2 separate regions of the Mus musculus genome follow, and region 2 is linked to region 1. The links are chromatin contacts, called in public Hi-C maps. All regions are on one chromosome and are shown on one strand. The core of a region is the stretch at or near the end of the contact, and the rest is flanking DNA. Distances in the headings are between cores, read along the strand shown. Region 1 overlaps Fhl2 (four and a half LIM domains 2). Region 2 has its middle 90 kb from the start of Gm38628.

Region 1 (3,301 bases), core at 96-2,595:
TCCTTGCTAGCTAAAAGTGACCCCTTGGTGTGTGCAGTGCCCACTCCCTGAGCAGAGTTGCTGCCAGGTGACAGTAGGCCACCTTACAAGAAAGGCTTCTGACTTCTCTCTTTCACTTCTGTCCAATGGTGGGTGGCCGTGGAAAGCAATCTGTAGCCTTTCCACCGAAAACCCTCATTAGTGGGATGACGTATTACAGCGGAAGGCCAGCTAACTTCTGAAAAAGCTGGCCCTTTTCAACGCCCATCTGGTATGGTTCAGTGAGTGGAAACCATACCACAGCCTGACTTGGGTACATGCCAGCTGTGTGACTGTGGAGAAGCTTAGAAGTGTCTCTGAGCTTCAGTACTAACTATATTTCAGGGCTATGCAGTATCGTGAGCTTACAACATGGTCCTAATTACCATCATTCACCGTGCAAATATCTGCCGTTTATTTTCTGTTTGTTTTATTTTGTCTGCTACTTGGGCCCCATAAGGGGTTTAAGTTTAAAAATGGGGAATATGTATGGAAAGAGTCCAGGTTATACCTAATCCCAAATGATACCAATATATGTATATGACATATCATATAATGATAATGTACACATTGCATGAGCTTAGCAGTTTGTAGTGACTTAACACACCGACAGGTGGTCTCAAATTAAAGCAGATTATATTGCATTTCACTTATCAAAATATACAACGAAGTACATATGATCTCCCCACCAAATTTTTTTTTCTTCTAAAATTACTTTCAGTATTTAACCTTCAAAAGACAGGTTTAGGTTTCTGCTCTCTCACTGCCTACTCTCATCATACTTAGACTTACGGGAGTCCAGCATGTGTGTCAGCCATGTCTCTGATCCATCTCTTCAAAGGACCAACCCACTGACATGGAGAGAACTGGGTTCAGAGGAACGTGAACCTCTCAGAAACAAGGCCTCCTAGTTCAGTGTCTAAGTTAGGGTTTCTCATGCTGTGAGAAAACAGCAAGACCAAAAGAGACATCCAAAGGAGAGGCTTGTTTCAGCTTACAACTCTCAGCCCACACTCCATCACTAAAGGAGGTCAGAGCAGGAACAGGGAGGCAGTAACAGATACAGAGGCAGAGGAGAAGAGCTGATTGCTGGCTTGTCACTTCCGCGTGGCTTGCTTAGCCTGCTTTTTAAATAGCACACAGGACCACCAGCCCATAGTAAGTTGGTCTCTCCCATATCAATCACCAATCAAGAAAATACAGCACAGGCTTGTCCACAGGCAAATCTGCCGTCCTTCCTCGCCCTCCCCCTCCCTCTCTTACCCACCCACTCCAGCAATGTAGTGCACCAAGGCCCCTGTGCTCTGAGTCAGACAGTAGTGTCACCTCTCCTGTCCCGCCTCTGACGATTTGTGTGTCTGCCTCTCTAGGACTTGTCCTACAAGGATCGGCACTGGCATGAAGGCTGCTTCCATTGCTCCCGGTGTGGAAGCTCGCTGGTGGACAAGCCCTTTGCTGCCAAGGAGGAACAGCTGCTGTGCACCGACTGCTATTCCAATGAATACTCGTCCAAGTGCCAGGAATGCAAGAAAACCATCATGCCAGGTCAGAACGCATGCCTTTATCATTCGCATGTGGCACTGAGCCAGGTCAGCGATGGACTGTGGGGTGGGACTCTCAGTTGTCCAGAGACAGACACTGGTGTTGATACTTCAGTGCTGGGCCCTGAACACAGGATATGTTAATCGATCTCAGATGCAGGGGTGTGACTGGGAGAGGATGTCGCACGCCTTTGATCCCAGCACTTGGTAGGCAGAAGCAGGCAGAGTTTGGTCTACAGAGCAAGTTCCAGGACATCCAAGGCCTGTCTCAACCCCTACCCCTCAAAAGGTGGGGGGTGGGAGAGGAGTGAGGTGTATCATTAAGAGAAGTGGAATTCCTGTTCGGTCAGCCTTTGATATCTCAGGAATTGGGTTCAGCTACCAACACCCACAGGTTCTCAAGCACCCTATGCAGAATGCCTCCTTCTTATATAAAACATTTCCACAAATATTTAAAATAATCTGCAAGTGGTGTATGAACACTGTTATGCTGTGTGGTGTAATGACAGACGTCTGTATACGTTCTCTAGTGGATATAATTATTTTCTTTGGGGACTCTTGATCTGCGGTTGGTTGGCCAAAGATATACAGCAGCTTGTGGCTAGAGAGAACTAGCCAGAAAAGGAATGCCAGCAATTCCCTGGAAATGCGTCTCTTCCCCTGCCTCGCTCGCTTCTCCCAGTACACGTGCTTTCTTGATCTGCTCTGCTTGCTGAATTTACACTCGGTTATTTCAACAACTATGATTTGTGCTCTGGTGTGCCAGGATGGGCCAGGAGTTGCATGTTGCTTAGCTTCACCCTCTGCCTGACCTCATGACGTTATGTCCTAGATAGACAGACATCAAAAAAGGACAGAACCACAACTGGGTTAAGAACTATACGCAATGATACTATGTCTCTTTTTTTACCTGAAGAAGATGAGTCCCCCCCTGTCTCTCTCTGTCTCTCTCTCTCTGTGTCTCTCTGTCTGTCTATGTCTCTCTCTGTTTCTCTGTCTCTCCCTGTCTCTCCTCTCATCTTGACTTTATATAGGACAAAGGAATCTCTTATTTGTAAAAAGTGAGTGATATCGGGGCGTGGTAGTGCATGCCTTTAATCCCAGCACTTGAGAGGCAGAGTTTGAGGCCAGCCTGGTCTACAGAGTGAGTTCCAGGACAGCCAGAACTATACAGAGAAACCCTGTCTCGAAAAACCAAAAAACCAAACCAAAACAAAACAAAACAAAAAAAGTGAGTGATAGACCAGGTATGGCGGGGTACACCTTTAGTCTCAGTATGCCAGACATAGAGGCAGGCAGATCTCTGTGACTTAGAGGCCAGTCAAGTGAGTTAATAAAAGTATAGGGAGGACTGCTGTAGCTCCATGCCCACTGTGTGGGTTTGATTACCATCACTGAAAAAATGCACACAAATACACATATGTAAATATGGGATTTGAGAAGCAAGTCTTATCATACACATGATGTAAAAATGGACGTTAGAACATCTCAGAGAACCTGACCTAGGATTCTGATGCCTAGCAGTTTAGAGGGTGGTATGATTTAGAACACGGTACTAGCACAGGTGGTAGGTTCAGAGCCAGGTAGCTTTCAGTGTGTCATACTCACACATGTACCTACTGCTTGACATGATGGCTTTGTGTAGCTCCCGGATAAGTACACAAAGCCCACAGAGAGTATCCAGCCATGGGCGTGCAAATAGGACCAGGCAGGTTGGAAGCAGCGGTAAGCAGATCACTTAG
Region 2 (3,462 bases), core at 192-2,691, 450 kb before region 1:
GGTTAAAAGCACTGGCTACTCTTCTAGAGGACTCATGTGTCCACTTACTACCATCTGTATCTATGCTTCCAGGGTACCCAGTGTCCTCTCCTGGCCTTTATGGGCACCAGGTACACATGTTGCATACAGATATAAATGAAGGAAACACACACACACAGTTGGGGTTCTCATTCATTTACCCCTTCTTTGTTCCTCTTGCTGTGGTTCACTCTCAAGAGTGTTTGGCCCCACTGATGGTTTCCTCCATTTGAACTGTCTTTCTCACCTGTTTCCTGGATACTCAAGAAAGCGTGGCTTCCTGTCCACTCCATTGGTTGTTCTTCCTGGTCTCCATTTGTTTTGTTGATTCATCTTCACCCTGCTGCTGTTTCTTGATCCCACTGCTCCCATTCTGTCCCATTTTCTTTGACTTGTTCTTATTATAGGAAGTTTTACTTCTCATGGGGCTGGTTATTTGAGAGTACTAGTGGTAACACCAAGCCACACCCTATACTTTCCACCATCCACTTAAATGGCAAGTTTTGCAAAAGAGTTTATCAGGAAGCAAACTGGAAAGGTGGGGTGGGTAGACACCAATCAGCATCCTCAAGATGGAGTTTAGAGGTTTCATATGCTAAATGAACTAGGTAGGTGGAGGAAACAGGGAATGTGTTGGAAGTAAAGATGGGTGGCCTAATCGGTGGCCTGCACACAGGTAATCAAACTTCATGGCTTTTCATAGGACACATGATGACAAAACAGAGCTGTTAGCTCTGTGCAGATTTTCTGGGCCCTTTAACACCAAAATGTTGCTCACAAACACTTGCAGAGGTTCAAGTGAAGAACTGGTTCTTTGGCTTAAACTATACCAGGGTATCTCCAAATTCCACAAATGAGTGTGAAATCAGTTACCAACAATATAACAGGCAGTAGAGGCATTTCCTGCAACAGAGCTAGTAAGGGTCGGTTGCTTTACTTTTCAGGGACATGGCTTCTAACAGGAATGATGAACGCAAGTAACTAAAAGCTAGTGAAATCAATGGGTTTATTTAGGGCTTCCCTGTGTTTCAAAAGACAGAATGTGCTCTGTGTAGTTTCTGAACTTCACCTACGCGATGGGCAACTGACTCCTGAGTCAGACCAGGATGAAGCAACAGAAGCTCCACTTTTAGAGCTGTAAGCGTTGTTTATATTTGTTAAAGTCTTCTCAAATCACTTTTATTATGGCAGATTCTATAGGTTTATATCATAACTACTCTTCCTAATGCTCATTTTTCTGTGAAGAAGCAAGGGCACTGGGGGTGGGGCAGTTTGACTCCCTAATTAGCAGCTTTGGGACTCTGCCTTGCTGCCTTGAGCCAAAAAAAAAAAAAAAGACTTTCAGTCTAACGGCCAGAAAGTCCACCCTTATGCTTGCTCCAGCCATGTTGCTCAGAGACAGCTGTGCAAGACTGTGGCTGAGCTTCCAGACTCCTGAAGGCATAGTCTCTGCAAGCGAGGGTTGTTTGAACAGTTCTTACCAGTCTTTTTGCAATCACAAACATGGCCAGGGAGGGAGTACTTTCCCTGGCACAGTGATTATCCACATAAACACCTGATTGGTCCAGATGCCCTTTCTCCAGCATATAAACAGGTTGTTAGACTCACACAATGAGTGTCCTGTTTCCCCTGGTGTTACATTACCAGGTCCAACAAAGAAAGCTTTTTTTTTCCCCTGTAGACTTCCCTTTCCCAGCCTACTTTCAGTAGTATAGACTGAGCTGGAAACAAAGAAAGGTGGCAGGAAAAAAAGCTAGGGGCAGCTGGATAGCTGGAGTAAGTGAAGGTCCTGAGGAGTGGCACCAGCCCTCAATGGTTGGGTTTTGCAGGACACATATAAACTTGGTTGTGGTTGCTGTGTGGACCATTTGGAGGCTTGAAACTTGAACCTAGCACCCATTCCTCTGGTAGCATGATCCCAGGTAATAAGCAAACCTGATTTCCCTAGGACTGTGCACTGTCCACAGCTGGGTGGCTGAAGTCTTGCAAAACACCAAAGGAATTGCTACCCTGAACTGCATGTGCCTTGTGAGCCCAAGTGAGCCAAACACTGCCCCATTCATATCACTTCTGCTGGTCCTGGTCCTCCTAAGCAATCCATTGTGTTCCTCCTCCTCCTCCTCCTCCTCCTCCTCCTCCCCTCTTCTTCTTCTTCTTCTTCTTCTTCTTCTTCTTCTTCTTCTTCTTCTTCTTCTTCTTCTTCTTCTTCTTCTTCTTCTTCCTCCTCCTCCTCCTCCTCCTCCTCCTCCTCCTCCTCTTCCTCCTCCTTTCCTTCTTAATACCATTTTATGTTATATGTACTGGTGTTTTGTCTGCATGCATGTTTATGTAACACATACATCCTTGGTGCTTGAGAAGGCCCAGAAGAGGGCGTCTGACCCCTTAGAACTGGAATTAGAGATCATTGTGAGCTTCCTTATGAGATCTGGGAACTGAACCTGGGCCCTCATGAAGAATAACCAGCGCTTTTAATGGCTTAGATATCTCTTCAGAACCTTGTTCTATGTTCTTAATGATTAGACTTTCTATTACTAAGGTTTCTACAACAACTTGACAGATGAAAAGGTTCCGTGGCCTCATAGGTAGTTTCAGTGGCTGACATCCAATTTCTAATATCTGGTACATCATGCATGGGGTAGCTTTATATCACAAAGCACCTGCAACTGCTGATTGCTGAGAAAGCACTGTGGAGGACTTATGGGCCATCCGTGACCTACACTGCCATCAGTCTACTTAGACCTGAATATGTCTTGAGATGACAGTACAGCATATTAAAATAAGGACTCTAGATTACAAAAACGGCTTTTCCTGTAATATGTGGAGCTGAAGACGCAGTGGTTACTGACATCTCAAGGGTAAATGAGCTCATGCTTTGCATGCATTACCCTTTGAGATGATATAGTCACAGCTTCAGAAATGGAGTGCATTAGGTCAACTCACTCTCTCAGTGAAATGCTGCTTAGCTTGGCTATGATTGCATTTTACAGAGAGAAGAGCATTGCTTGATCCCAGCAAACTTGCAGGTCAGGATTCTTGAAAGGGTCTTTCTGGTTGAAAAATTAGCATTTGGTTATTAATTATTTGATGCTTCAAGTTCAGGAAGTTTGTCAGCTTCTGCCAAAGGCTGTGCAGCCCTTCAAATTCCATTTCCACTAGAAGTGAGATTTCCTGGGCTTCCCCCAGACACTCCAGGAATATGCTCAGCATCTTGATTAATCTATGTTATGGAGGTTCTGGTGTCTGCTAAAGTAGAGCCAGGGCTATTGCTCCACAGATCATGGGTATGGAAGCTACGTCACTTACATTGTCACTTCCTATATCTGAACTAAAACTGGAAGTCACAATGAAGCAAACATCTTCCACTTTATGGTTTTGTTCTTTTATCAGTAGGTTTTTCTTCCTTTCTTTTTTTAATCAGGCAATTTCTTGGGGTTAGGCAACTCA

What was found. Hi-C and Micro-C count contacts between places; a contact is called where the count stands out from the background.
Region 2: a contact with region 1 is called in a Hi-C map of neural progenitor cells, with 2.7 times the contacts expected there. The contact joins two enhancer-like sites. A contact is called at or near these places in 1 of 15 datasets of contacts at CTCF or cohesin (large pre-B cells) and 1 of 484 Hi-C or Micro-C datasets (neural progenitor cells).

Annotation. Positions count from the first base shown.
Region 1 is chr1:43,139,960-43,143,260 of GRCm38.p6, reverse strand. It overlaps Fhl2 (four and a half LIM domains 2), which reads left to right. Exons shown (of 6, transcript NM_010212.4): 3 at 1,389-1,563. Among named protein-coding and RNA genes, the nearest start is that of Fhl2, 22 kb to the left of the region's middle. Within about 2 kb of position 1,345, at least 51 of the 459 cell types and tissues checked have an H3K27ac peak or open chromatin away from gene starts, as enhancers often do. A contact at or near this core is called in neural progenitor cells, where this site is marked.
Region 2 is chr1:43,589,035-43,592,496 of GRCm38.p6, reverse strand. No RefSeq gene overlaps it. Among named protein-coding and RNA genes, the nearest start is that of Gm38628, 90 kb to the left of the region's middle. Within about 2 kb of position 1,441, at least 17 of the 459 cell types and tissues checked have an H3K27ac peak or open chromatin away from gene starts, as enhancers often do. A contact at or near this core is called in neural progenitor cells, where this site is marked.